Linked DNA regions of Sus scrofa: region 2 is linked to region 1. Evidence: chromatin contacts called from public Hi-C data. All regions are on one chromosome and are shown on one strand. Each heading gives the region's core, a stretch centred on a gene start, on an enhancer-like site or on the middle of the called end of the contact. The rest is flanking DNA. Distances are from core to core; before and after follow the strand shown.

Evidence for each region. A called contact is a pair of places that touch in the nucleus more often than the background predicts.
Region 2: a contact with region 1 is called in a Hi-C map of undifferentiated spermatogonia, with 1.7 times the contacts expected there. The contact joins the promoter of CSPG5 here to the promoter of ELP6 in region 1. A contact is called at or near these places in 4 of 47 Hi-C or Micro-C datasets (embryonic fibroblasts, epiblast stem cells, skeletal muscle and 1 more) and 1 of 2 datasets of contacts at active chromatin or transcription factors (skeletal muscle).

Annotation. Positions count from the first base shown.
Region 1 is chr13:30,339,543-30,345,967 of Sscrofa11.1, forward strand. ELP6 (elongator complex protein 6) reads right to left here and starts at 2,410. Exons shown (of 7, transcript XM_003358419.4): 1 at 1,599-2,410. The coding sequence starts at 1,850.
Region 2 is chr13:30,399,752-30,407,023 of Sscrofa11.1, forward strand. It overlaps CSPG5 (chondroitin sulfate proteoglycan 5), which reads right to left and starts at 4,430. Exons shown (of 4, transcript XM_021068733.1): 1 at 4,164-4,430; 2 at 2,377-3,487. The coding sequence starts at 4,260.

The DNA of each region.
Region 1 (6,425 bases), core at 1,160-3,659:
GACCAGACTTGGGGAAATGAGATCCTGAACAAAGGCTGTTACCATCAGAAACTAATAAAGGAGTTCCCGTCGTGGCACAGTGGTTAACGAATCCGACTAGGAACCATGAGGTTGCGGGTTCAGTCCCTGCCCTTGCTCAGTGGGTTAACGATCCAACGTTGCCATGAGCTGCAGTGTAGGTTGCAGATTCAGCTTGGATCCAGCATTGCTGTGGCTTTGGCGTAGGCCAGGCTGGCAGCTACAGCCCCGATTTGACCCCTACCCTGGGAACCTCCACATGCCGCGGGAGTGGCCCAAAAAATAGCAAAATGACCAAAAAAAAAAAAAAGAAAAGAAAAGAAACTAATAAAAATCACTGGCTGCCAAGACTGGAAGGGACCCTCGAAGAGATCATCTGATACAGTTTCCTCCTTATCTCTAGTCCTGATTCCAATTCTGTCCCATAGGTAGAGGAAAGGGAAGAAGTAGTTGTTGATAGGGATCTCCAGTTACAAAGCTCTCCTTCTAAAGCCCTGGAAACTGCTTCAGGCAGAGCTCTGAACATGGAGAGCCCTGGAAAGACCTCCAAAGATGGTCTCTGCAATGACTGGCTGCCCTGCTCATCTCTAGTTCCTTGTCAATGACAGGGAAGGTCATCACTGTGCTGTTGTGCCTGTTTTTCATTTATAAAATATGAAAGATCACAATATCAGCCTTTGCGAGCTACCCTCAGCGCTGTCATTTCCTGGTGCTCACTTGTATTCTCCATTCCTTCACTGTGGCCCTGAGCTTGGACTTTGGAGGTGCTAGTAGTAACTGGCAAGGTAACCAACACCATCTGGAGGCTTGGGCAGACAAGAACCGCGGGGCAATTAAAATGCATAAGGATCTACTGAAAACTATTTGCTTGGCGCTATTAAGTCATAAAAAGGCTTTACACCCTCGGTGTCTTGGCTGCCGGAGGAGCTTACCATTTCATTAGGAAAACAATAGTTGTGAAATAAACCAAATATGTTCCTAGGAGAGGTAACACTTGGACTAAAATGTAAAAATTTTAGAGATGGCCTAGAGCGCGGGAAAGAGGGTGTTGAAGCTGTGGTGCTAAAGGTGGGCTGAGAGCTGCTTGAAAGAGCACAATTAGAGACCATAAGGAGGAAGAAGCGCAGCAGCGTTCAGTGCGACCCGCCAAGCGCTCCCGGGCCAGAGGAAGGCTCAGGACGGTTAAGAAGCGGGTCCCATGAGAAGGGTAGAGGGTGGAACTCTCCTCTCCTCTCGGGCAAGCACTTTTGGGCGCCAGGACGCCCACCTTATTGAACATGCATAGAGCTCGCTGGTACACGTTTGTGAAGTTAAGCCAATCCAAAGGTTGGATATGCTTCCTGTGAACCTCAAGGGCACACACGGCCTTTGAGAAGGCGCAATAAGGTCGAGATGCCCACGTTCCGCAAGCCCAAGAGTCCTGTCCAGTCCCCCAGTGGGCCCTCCGCGGACTACAATTCCCAGGCACCCCCGCACCTCCGGACCAACGTGTAATTTCCCACAGGTCAGAGTGCGCTTCATCCGGGTACGCCGTCTTCCGCCATGCTCCCGGGACCCGCCCATTTCCTGACGACCTTTACCTGCTCCACCTTGTCAGGACTGGTGTTGAGAAGGTTACTGAGTTCCGAGAACATTCTCAGCTCTGCGAAGGAGCGCCCTGGACGAAGAGATGGGGCTGCGGCAGAGACGGCTGAAGCTGGAGAGCGACACCCACCACTCAGGCCCGTGCGGCAGGAGCGCGCATGCGCAAAGCCTCTTCTAAGATCCCGCCGCAGCCAATAAAGCGAGCGCCCGGACCGGGCCGCTGCCTGCGCAGGCGCCGCGACGCGCATCCGGAGCCAGGGGCCAGGGGCCGGGCGCCAGGCGCCTTGGACAGTGGTTCCTTTGCAGGCCCTTCGTAGGGGCTCCCCAAGGTACCAGGCGACTGGGCCTCTTCCTCCTTCCCTTGGCTGCGCTCTCTCCCCAGCCCAGGACCTCCGGACTGTATAGCCTGTCGAGCTCCTGTAGTGTGTGCCACATTTCTAGAAGCTTGGCTACATCGCCTAACCAGAGGAGGGAAGATGCCCGCCCTCGTGAAAAACAAAAGACAAACATAATCAACACGGAATGGGCACAACATTGTAAATCAACTATACTTTTTGTTTTTAATTAAAAAATAAACGTGAAATGATACATTGAAAAGTTCTATGGAAAAAAGAAAAAGCATACAAGGAAGTAACAATGGGGTATGGGTAGGTTTCAGAATTAAAGGTGTTGTCAGGGTAGGGTCACTGACCAGATATGATTGGAACACGCCCTGTATGCTCCTCCTCGGGGCTTTCGCCCTGTTTCCCCCTCGTGGAATGTTCTTTTCCCAGATAATAAGCCGTTCAAAAAACCCCCGCGTTTTTTACGTCTTTACTCAGCTATCACCTTGACAGACCTTCCCTGAGCATCCTATTTAAATTGCAAACTGTCCCTTTCCCAGCACTTCTTATCCTTTTCACCTGCTGTTATTTTTTCTGTAGCTTTTATATGTATAGTTTTTGTTCTAGCCCAAGCAACCTCAGATCCCCAGAGACAAATCTGTAATTCGACAAAATTAAGTTTATTTACTCATTGTAGTGAGGGAGATAGCACACAAGCAGAGAGCCAGGAACCTGTCACCAAGCAAAGGAGAGAGTTGTATGACGATGTGGGGTTCAAAGGGAATTTAAATGAAGCACAGCTGCATGTACACGAGTCAAAATCTGGCTGGGACTGCAAAGCAGACCAGGGTCTCCATGGAAACTACAAGATTAGGATAGATTTGGAATGCAGTCATGATCTAAAGCTCTGCACCTGGGCTGGAAACTGAGGCTGCCTCTGTGTCAAAATCACTTAGATCCTCTAGCCAAGGGTGGGATGTTTCATGATTACTGCTGTGTGAAAAAGAAGGCAGGCCGTGTTATCCAGGAGCTACTTTGACACAGCTAGGTCTCAGTGTTTCCCTGTTGAGCATAAACAATTTCACAAAACATCAACATCAATTGATTATGATGGATGAAGACAAAACTAGACCGCTCCATCACTGTGATGAACACGAAACATGAACATTGTCTAAGCCACAAACAAAACATTCCCTCTCCCAGCTAATAAGAGTGCTGCTTGGAGTTCCTGTCGTGGCTCAGTGGTTAATGAATCTGACTAGAAACCATGAGGTTGCAGGTTTGATCCCTAGCCTCGCTCAGTGGGTTAAGGATCCGGCGATGCCGTGAGCTGTGGTATAGGTTGCAGATGCTGCTTAGATCCCGAGTTGCTGTGGCTGTGGTGCAGGCCGGTGGCAACTGCTGCTTCTCGGAGGTCCTGTCATGGCAGGGTGGAAACGAATCCAACTAGGAACTGTGAGGTTGTTTCGTCGCAGACTTGGCTCAGATCTGGAGTTACTGTTGCTGTGGTGTAGGCTGGCGGCTGTATTTCTGATGAGACCCTTAGCCTGGGAACCTCCATGTGCTGCAGTTGAGACCCTAAAAAGACCAAAAAAAAAAAAAAAAAAGAAAAAAGTGCTGCCTCTCTACCACTGACATAGCCTCATTCTAGTTGGCCCTCCATATATAAGATTTATTAAGATACATAATCATAGAATTAACATCTATTACTCAGCCACAAAAAAGAATGAAATAATGCCATTTGCAGTGACGTGGATGGACCTAGAGATTATCATACTGAGTGAAGTAAGTGAGACAGAGAGACAACATCACATGATATCACTGATGTGTGGCATCTTTAAAAATGATACATATAGGAGTTCCCGCTGTGGTGATGTGGGTTAAGGATCCAGTGTTGCTGAAGCTGTGGCATAGGTCAAAACTGGGGCTTTAATTTGGTCCCTGGCCTGGGAACTTCCATATGCCTCAGGTGGGGCCAAAAAAAAAAAAGATACAAATGAACTTATTTACAAAACAAATAGACTCACAGACATAGAAAACAAATTTATAGTTACCAAAGGGAAAGAGGGGGAGGAATAAATTAGGAGTCAGGGATTAAGATGTACATTACTGTATATAAAATAGATAATCGTCAAGGACCTACTTACTATATAGCACACTGTATTCAATATCTTGTAATAACCTATATTCAAGATTTTCTGGAGTTCCTGTTGTGGCTCAGCAGTAACAAACCCAACTAGTATCCATGAGGATCAGGATACTAGTTTGATCCCTGGCCTCACTCAGTGAGTTAAGGATCCAGTGTTGCCATGAACTGCAGTGTAGATCACAGCTGCGGCCTGGATCTGGCGTTTCTGTGGCCATGGCTAGGCCAGGAGGTGTAGCTCTGATTCAGCTTCAGCAGGGAACTTCCATATGGCCCTTAAAAAAATTTTTTTTCTCCAGAAGTTGTGAAGTTTTTCTTTCACATTTGTCTTTAATCATCTGTAATTGATTTCTGTATTTTCTGTGAAGTAAGGGATACAGATCACTTTTAGAAGTAGCATATTTTGGAGTTCCCGTCATGGCTCAGTGTTTAACGAATCCCACTAGGAACCATGAGGTTGCGGGTTCGGTCCCTGCCCTTGCTCAGTGGGTTAAGGATCCGGCGTTGCCGTGAGCTGTGGTGTAGGTCACAGACGCGGCTCGGATCCCGTGTTGCTGTGGCTCTGGCATAGGCCGGCGACTATAGCTCGGATTAGACCCCTAGCCTGGGAACCTCCATATGCCGCAGGAGCAGCCCAAGAAATGGCAAAAAAGACAAAAAAGAAAAAAGAAAAAAGTAGCTTATTTTGTTTAACCTTGCTATAATTTAATCAATATTGTCTTGAATTTTTAGATAAAGTTAGAGAAGAATAGGTATCTTTTTCATTTAATATATTGCCTCTTCCTGTATCCATTTTCCTTTCAGTATTGATGGGTTAGTTATAGGTTTTTCCTATTACAATGAAGACCCTCGTGAATATGCTCAACCACATTTCTTTCTTTTCTTTTCTTTTCTTTTTTATTTATTTATTTATTTTTTTTTTGGTCTTTTCTAGGGCCGAACCCACGGCATATGGAGGTTCCCAGGCTAGGGGTTCAATTGGAGCTGTAGCCACCGGCCTACGCCACAGCCACAGCAACTCGGGATCCGAGCCTCGTCTGTGACCTACACCACAGCCCACGGCAATACCGGATCCTTAACCCACTGAGCGAGGCCAGGGATTGAACCTGCAACCTCATGGTTCCAAGTCAAATTCGTTAACCACTGAGCCACGATGGGAACTCCTCAACCACACTTCTTGGTACAAATGTACAAGTTTCCCTGGGGTATGTAGGGCATGTAGGGTAAATTTACCATGAAGCTAATAAAGCTCATTTTATTCATAATGTTGTATTCCTTTTCTAAAAGAGAATTCCTCTCCCCCAGTGAATAAGCCTCAGGTCTCCAAATACCTGTATTTGCCCCCAGTCATAGTTTATGCATGTACTAGACCAATGTAAATATGGAAAATTCCAACAGATTTCTTGCAGGAAATTGGGTCAAAGGGTATTGGAAGGACTGAAAGAACAAAAAGAAGAAGGGGGTTTTACATAGCAGTTAAGAAGTTGGTAATGGCCCCTGGGCTATAGTGCCCTCCTCTGTATGGAAGGGGCAGGAAGCCTGACAACTCCACTTTCCAGACTGCTTTGCCAGCTGGTTGCCACTTATATTCAGCCAGGGACACACTGGCAGTGGACTGGAAGACAAGAAGAAGAAAGAAGCCATTTTTCCTGCTGCTGCGACCTCTTTGGGCAGCATTGGCAGCATTGGCAGCATTGGCAGCTGACTGTGGGCTGTGGCAGGGGTAGGGAGTTTCAGCAGCAGCTGGAGGGTAGGCTCCTGGGTCCTAGCAGCAGCAGTGCTTTCAGTGGCTACATGGCTCCTGTTGCTCCTTCTCTGTCCAGTCTTGTCACACCCTCACTCCACCAGATCTCTAGAACCATTTTAACATAGAGGTTTCAGCCAGACAATTTTCTTTTTTATTCTTTCTTTGCTTTTTAGGGCCACACCCCCAGCATATGGAGGTTCCCAGGCTAGGGGTCTAATTGGAGCTATAGCTGCCAGCCTATACCCCAGCCACAGCAACACCAGATCCGAGCTGCATCTGTGACCACAGCTCACGGCAACACCGGATCCTTAACCCACTGAGTGAAGCCAGGGATCGAAACCGCAACCTCATGGTTCCTAGTTGGATTTGTTTCCGCTGGGCCACGATGGGAACTCCAGTACAAAAATTTTCTTTCTGTTAGTTGGGCCTTCCCAGCAGCATTCCCTTCCCTCCCCAGCAGGAACCCGTGACTGTGCCCTGGACCTCAGAGCTTTCTGGCAAACACCCTCTGTATCTTCATGTTCTCCTCCCAGGAAAAGCACCTGCTGTACAGCTGTCACCCTAGGTGCATCCTTCAGCCCTACCTCCCCGCTCTGGAAGCTGCTGA
Region 2 (7,272 bases), core at 3,180-5,679, 62 kb after region 1:
AGGAATCTCCGCTAGTGAAGCCCAGTGTGATCCTGGGATGGAAGCTGTACCAGGGGAGCTGGAATGGGCTTGTGGAGAAGCCTTCCTGAGGCAGGCCCCACTGGAGGATCTATGGGCAGCATAGCAATGCTCTTAGTGAGGACACATTTACTCTTTCACTTGGGAATCCCCTGAGGGCTCCAGGACATTCTGGGAACTGGTTTAGCTCTCCAGAGGCAGCAAGGGCTCTAAATCTCACACTCCGATGGGCAGACTACTTTGAAGGTGAAAACTCAGGCCTCCAACAGGATGAAAGATAATGATTTTGCACAGAGATTCCATAGCTCTCAAGCTAAAATCTTAACTGTTGTTCCCCTTCAACTAGAATCTGAGGAGCAAAATCACAGGGTTTCCCCATATTTCTGGTATCTTTTAACCAAGCAGCAAGGTCTTATCATTGTAATTTCTTTCTTTCCTTTTTTTTTTTGGCTTTTTAGGGCCCACACCTGCGGCATATGGAGGTTCCCAGGCTAGGGGGTCAAATCAGAGCTATAGCTGCTGGCCTACTGGTGTACACAGCTCATGGCAACACCAGATTCTTAACCCACTGAGCAAGGCCAGGGATCGAACCTGTGTCCTCATGGATGCTAGTCAGATTTGTTTCTGCTGAGCCACAGCAGGAACTCTGTCTTTCTTTCTTTTTCTATTTTTCGCTTATTAGGGCTGCACCCAGGGCATATGGAAGTTCCCAGGCTAGAGGGCGAACTGGAGCCACAGCTGCCGGCCTTCGTCAACAGCCACAGCAAAGCAGGATCCAAGCCATGTCTGTGACCTACACCACAGTTCATGGCATCGCCAGATTCCCAACACACTGAGCGAGGCCAGGGATCAAATCCACATCCTCATGGATACTAGTCGGATTCATTTCTGCTATGCCACGACGGGAACTCCATCATAATTTCTTGATTACAGTTCTTCTTTTTGGCAATGGGTGGACAACTCCAATCAGAACTGTGTGGACACACAGACACATCCTGTAAAAGTGACTCTAGGAGTTCCTGCTGTGGTGCAACAGGATCAGCGGTGCCGCTGGAGCGCCAGAATGTGAATTTGACCCCTGGGCCAGGGCAGTGGATTAAGGGATCCAGAGTTGCTGCAGCTGTGGCATGGGTGGCAGCTGTGGCTGGTATCTGATCCCTGGCCTATGATACATGTGCCGCGGGGTAGCCAAAAAAAAAAAAGAAAAAGAAAAAGAGTCATGGTCTTTTACATGGTCTAATCTCATGGTCATTTACAGGAAATAACTTTACAGTAAGGAACTGAAACCCAAACTTTAATGCCAAAGGCACAGCATTCACACTCTGTGTGTTATTCTTCTATCAGATCATTAAGATTTACCAAATTTGAATACTTCACATACCTCCACCCCCCCCAAAAAAAAAACCCATGAAAAAGAAACTCAGGGAATGACACTTTAAAAAGACACCCAAATTACAGAAATGCTCCTTCTAGGACTAATGGAAACAAGTCCTGGAGGAATCTGAGAGCTCCACACCACTTCTAGGACCTGTAAAGGATGGGAGAAAAGCAAACCACCCACATCACCTTCACCCCTGACTTCTTGCTGAATAAGCCAGTGAGCTCTCCAGCAGGTTAAGTACCTCACCATGAGGGCAGGTAATTACTGATGAGGCATGAGATGGTGGCTGCAGATAATGTCCTTATTCTTACCGGAAACTCTCTGGGTTTTTGAAACATGCTGGGCTTGGTATCCCCAGGAAGACAACAATCAGTTTTAGGGGGAAAAGCTACTACCCAAAGTTGAGAAAACCTACCACATCTGCTTTGCCATGAAAACACTCTGCTTGACTTGACCTGTTTGAGTGGCTGCTCTCTGGGTCTGCTCCCAATGTGAAGGGCCTCACTCTGACTTCATGTGACAGTCTGCACATGTGCCCCACAGGGACACAGGACCCTCCTCCTGCCACACACATGGCACAGAGGGAGTGGTCAGTAGTTATCTTTCCTCGCAGTATGTTTAAGGGCCTACTCCTTCTGCTAGTATAGCCAGAATTTGCCAAGAACTCATTCCCAACCCAGCAAAGATCTCTTCCAAACTCCTTAGTGGGCTCCCTTCATCTTCCCTTTACAGTTCACTGGTTTGGTAAACTTAGTCCTTGCAACACTTAGAGGAAATACATAACCTTATTTCTGAGGTGACAGGAAGTATATTTAAGACGTAATTCTATAGATTTACTGTGACCACCTCTTGACCTGGGACTCCTGTGAACTAATAACCTCTGGGAAGCTGTGTCTGTCACATCCTCTTTTCTACCTCCCGTGCACTTTTCAGGAGTTCTCTGACAAGCCCTTGGACATCTGCCACTATGCCCTTACCTGCAGAAAGCCCCTATGTTCTCCACCAGGTAGCACTGGCCGCCATTGTGACAGTAACTTGGAAAGAGGTCACACACTGACCGGCAGGAACCGTTATGTCGCACAAAGCCATTGCGGCACTCAGTGCCATTCTCGCTTGGGGTCAGATCCCTGCCTGGCTCTCCTGGGCGGGGCCTGAGGGCAATACTGCTGCCAGGGACTATCCCCAGAGTATGCTGTGGAGGGACAGCATGCCACCGACTGGTGGGCTGGCCTGTCCCAGGCCCCAGACCAGGCTTCCCTGTGGGCATAAGAAGGTCATTTTCATCTTCCAGGTCTCCACCTCCTGCTGCATCCTTGTCATCCTCCTCTTCTTCCTCCTCTTCATCCAAGTCATCATAGAAGGATGTGGTAGGGTAGAAATCAGATTCATCAAAGGGAGTGAAGTCATCGTATAAGTCAAGAAGGCTCCAGGAAGGGGTCTCTCCTCCAGGATCAGGGTGGTGCTCTGAGGCACCTGGCGACCCAGGGAAGCTACCCAGGTCTGCACCACGGCCCTCACCATCCAATCCTTCAAAGTAGTCGATGTCAATTATGTCTGACGCTGGGTGGGGCTCCAGTGTGCCCTGAAAGGGGTACGTGGGCTCTGGCCCATGAGGGTCAGGGGTGCTGCCTCCCAGGTTCAGCCAAACCTCCAAGGGGCTCTCCTTGGGTACCTCAGGGCCTGGGTTCAGCTTGTCGCCAGGGGTGGAGGAGGGTGGTTCGCTGGCCTCTGTAGCCTCAGGGGTGGCGGTGGATGGCAACTGCCCAAGAGCCTCATCAGGAGTCGGGAGCGTGGCTGGAAGTGCCTGGGTGTCTCCACTGCCTGCCTCTGCAGTCACTCCACTCAAGCCTGGGGTGTCAGTCTCCAGCCAGGCTGTTCCTGTCACGGCAGCCGACGCCTCCAGCGCCTCCTCTGGCCCAATTCCAGGGCTCACCACGTCGTGCTCGCCATGGGGCACAGTCCGCGAGGTCTCATCTTCTCCAGCTGCTGGTGGGCCGTCTTTCTCCCCGGTGTAGTTACCACGAGGCTCCCACGTCAGAACGCTCTTCACCTGCTCCTCTGCCTCGACGACGCTGCGGGCCTCGCGCACTGTGGGAGGGAGGGACACGCGGGGCGTCAGGGCAGCACTCGTGGTAGGGCCCTGGGCCACGTCCCGCCCCTGCAGCCGCTGCTGCTTTCTCAGACCTCCATCAACCCTAAGCCTCAGAAGCAAGCTTTCCCAGGGCCACGCCCCATATTTAAGCCCCGCCCCCAGCCCGTTCCAGAGGCCAGGGAACTTACCCGGCCAACCGTTTCCCCGCTCAGGCCCCGCCCCCGACACCACCCACAATTTAACGAGGGGGTCCCCAACTCCAACCCCAGGCGTGAGTCTTACCTTCCAAGCTCCATTCCGCCTTCAGGCTCCGCCCACAAGTCTCACCCTTAGGGCCCCGCCCCATCCAATCCCCGCCCCGAACTCGCACCCTCCAGCTCCACATCACCTCCAGGTCCCGCCCCGAAGTCTCACCCTCGCGCCCCGCCTACCAGGCCCCCTTCCCAGCCAACAGCTCGGTCTGCACACCCAGGTCGAGGTCGGCCCCAGTACTCAGTCTCCCCAAATACCCCATCTCTTTGGGCCCTCCTTCCCCCGCTCGCGCTGCAGGCAAGGCGCTGCCCCGCCCCCTTGCCACAGCTCACGGACTCCGCCTGTACCCGAAGCTAGTGGGACCCTGGCCTAGGGTGGGGCGCGAGAGCCGCTGGGGTCCCAGTCGCTGTCGGTACCTACCTGGCACCGCCCCCGAGGCGAGAACCAGCGTCGCCCCCAAAAGCAGCAGCAGCGGCGGCGGCCCCCGCCCCGGGCCCCCGCCCTCGGCTTGGCCCATGGCGCGGCGCCCCGACCGCTGACAGCGGTCTGCCTGTCTGGCTGCGCCCTCGGCTTGCCGGCCGCCGCGCCTCCCACCCGTGCTGCGGCCGTCTCAGCCCCCGATGGACAGCGCAAGAAGCCGCATGCCGCCGCCGCCACCGCCGTCCGCCGCTGTCCCCGGCGCGCCGCGCCTCCCCGCCTCCCGCGCCGCCGCTGCCGCGCTCAGCGCCGCCCCCACCCCGCCCGCCGCGCCCGCCCCGCCGCACGTAGCTCTGACGCCGGCCCTGCTCAGTCCGCCTGCCCAGGGGGACAGACAGACCCCCGGCTCTGGACGCGGAGACAAATGGACGTGGAGTAGAGCGGGGGAAGGCGCACAGAGCTGCGCATGGCGTTAGCCGACAGGTGCACTAGCTGGAGACCTGCGGGGCGGGGCCGCGGTCCCGCCCCTCCCGGTAGAGGGCTGGCAAGGCCCCCCACCCGCGAGGAACCCACCCGCCTCGAGGCGAGCATAGAGGCGGGGGCCCAGACACCCGCAGGCTCTAGGCGGGGCTCAGAAGGGCCGCAGGGGGCGGAAGCCCGAGCCCGCACTGTGGCAGTGAGCCGAACCAGGGGCGCACGAAGGTCTCTAGGAGGTCTCCGAGTCCTCATGAAGGCGGGGCGGGCTCTGCCAGCGCCAGGCAAGGGAGCGAAGTGGACCTCCCAGACTCTAATCGGATCAAACCTAATCTGTCTGCAGCCAAAGCCCCAGACCTCGAACAGGCAGGCCAGCAGGAACGCATCCTGGGGGCAGGGGTCAAGACCTTGCTTGAACCGCGGCTACCCTGCCTTCCTTCTCTCCTTCTCGAGGTAGCCTGAGGAGCGGCGGCCTTTAATCCCGGTTCCTTTCTCTCTCCTCTGGATACATTGCCCCCCACCCCCCATGTATCCCGGGTCACCAAATCTCAAGTTGCTGGGTAATCCCAAGCGGCCTACTTTGCAGCGTAGGGACTTGGGGACATCAGACTAGGCGTTAAAGTCTGTGGGCCCTGCTCAAACCTCACTGTGTGGTCTGAAACTACTCATCCCTCGCTACCTACCCACCTAAGTGACCCTCTGCCTCTTGATCTATTAACCCAAATGATGATATTCAAGGTCACTGCCTGAGATGTGGCAACTGTGATATTTGAGAGACGCTGCCATTTCTGTCACTCGGGAGCCACATATGTGACCAAGAACGATATTCTATCTCCTAATCTCTCTAGTACATGTCTCTGGATTGGGTTGTTTAGGTTCTAAGTCAATTTCTCTCACTAGAACTAGACGTTTGCTCATCCTGGCCATTCTCTCTCCTCCGGGACTGCCTGAGAAACTCAACCCAGAGAGCTCAGTTCCCATCACCCTCCTTTCCCTGAAGCCGTCTGAGCATGACCCAAGTAGTTAGACACTTATGCCCTGATCTCATTGTCTGTCTATAGTAATTTCCCACTGGACTGCAAGACTCCCGAGTTTGCAGCACCAGGCACTGAGGGAGGCTCCCCAAAGTGGGAAGGAGGCAACCATCTCACTCCCACCTTGGAACCATGGGTCTGGAGCTTCCTGCAAAGGGGTTGACTTGCTGAAGCTCTTTCCATGGCTTGACATTGCCTCTAGGGATAGTAAATACCAGTTAGAAATACAACCTTCTGAGAGCAGAAGGTCAGGCAGGGCTTTGCACTTGCTTGTTGCAATAGAGGCTCTAATATACCCTCCAACACCATCTCTGGTTTCCTGTAGTTTTTTTCTGCATCTCATTTTTTTGCCTTTTATCAAAGTCTCTGCCCTGCTCTGCTTCTCTGTTTCCTTGACTCTTGGGTAGTGGTTGTCAAGAGTGGAGGCTCTTGGTGGACATGCATACCTCCTCCTTCCTGAGGCTGGTCTGTGTAGGAAGGTGGCCTCATAGATGGGTCCTGATACCTGAAGCATTACAACCACTCCTGTTTTTCACCAAAAAAAAAGGTCTGGATGGGGGTCCTCTTCCCATCCCTCTGCTAAACTTACACCTACTCCAGTTTGTTTCTCATTTTGATATATTTTATTAAATGTTTATATCTATTTTATCACTTTTTGCTTTTTAGGGCCGCACTGGCGGCATATGGAGGTTCCCAGACTAGGGGTCGAATTGGAGCTAAAGCTCCCGGCCTATGCCATAGCAATGTCAGATCCTTAACCCAGTGAGTGAGGCCGGGGATCAAACCCACAACCTCATGGTTCCTATCGGATTCATTTCTGTTGCGCCACAACGGGAACTCCTAAATTCATCACCTTAAATTCAATTTCTGAATTAAGTAAAACAAGCATAGGTATAAAATATGAAGTATCACCTTCCTCAATGAACTTTTCTCCTTCCCTGGGGACAGATTCTATTACCACTTTCTTCATTTGGGGATTTTAAATCAACTGTTGCCATTGAGTTTCATCTGTTACTTCCTGGCAGCTCTCACCAGAAGTTTCAGAACTGAGCATAGCACACCTGGTTAGGCAATACCTCCACAAGCAGAAGCTCATCGAGGCAATGGAGTGTGACTGCAGGAGTCAGATTCAGCATTAGATTTGTGTGACCTTGGGAGAGTCAGTATCCTGTGTCATATATGTGTAAATGGTAACCACAGAGTGTTAAATGAATGTGTTATTTTTTTCCTGGGTACTAGGGCTGGGTAGGCTCAAGAAGAGGAGACAGAGGATATAGGAACTGGAGAAAGAAAAGGACATTGACCTCTATCTGGAGCTTATGCTTACGTCCCTACATTCAAATCTCCTGCATGTGGGCATCAGTGATGCTTTGACGCAATGGCTTCTGCATGCCTCTGAAGTTCCCACTGGGTTTGGCAGTACCAAGGAAGGCATCAGGCCCACTACATGGCTGCAGCCTGCCACCGTTTGCAGAGAAAGCCCCTGGGAAAGCCAGGGGACTGCTGTAGCAGGGTATAGCTGCTCCTGTTGCCGTGGCTGGGGGGATACTTTACAGTCTCAACAGGAAAGTAGCACAGTTCTTGGGTTTAAGTCCTCAGTAGTA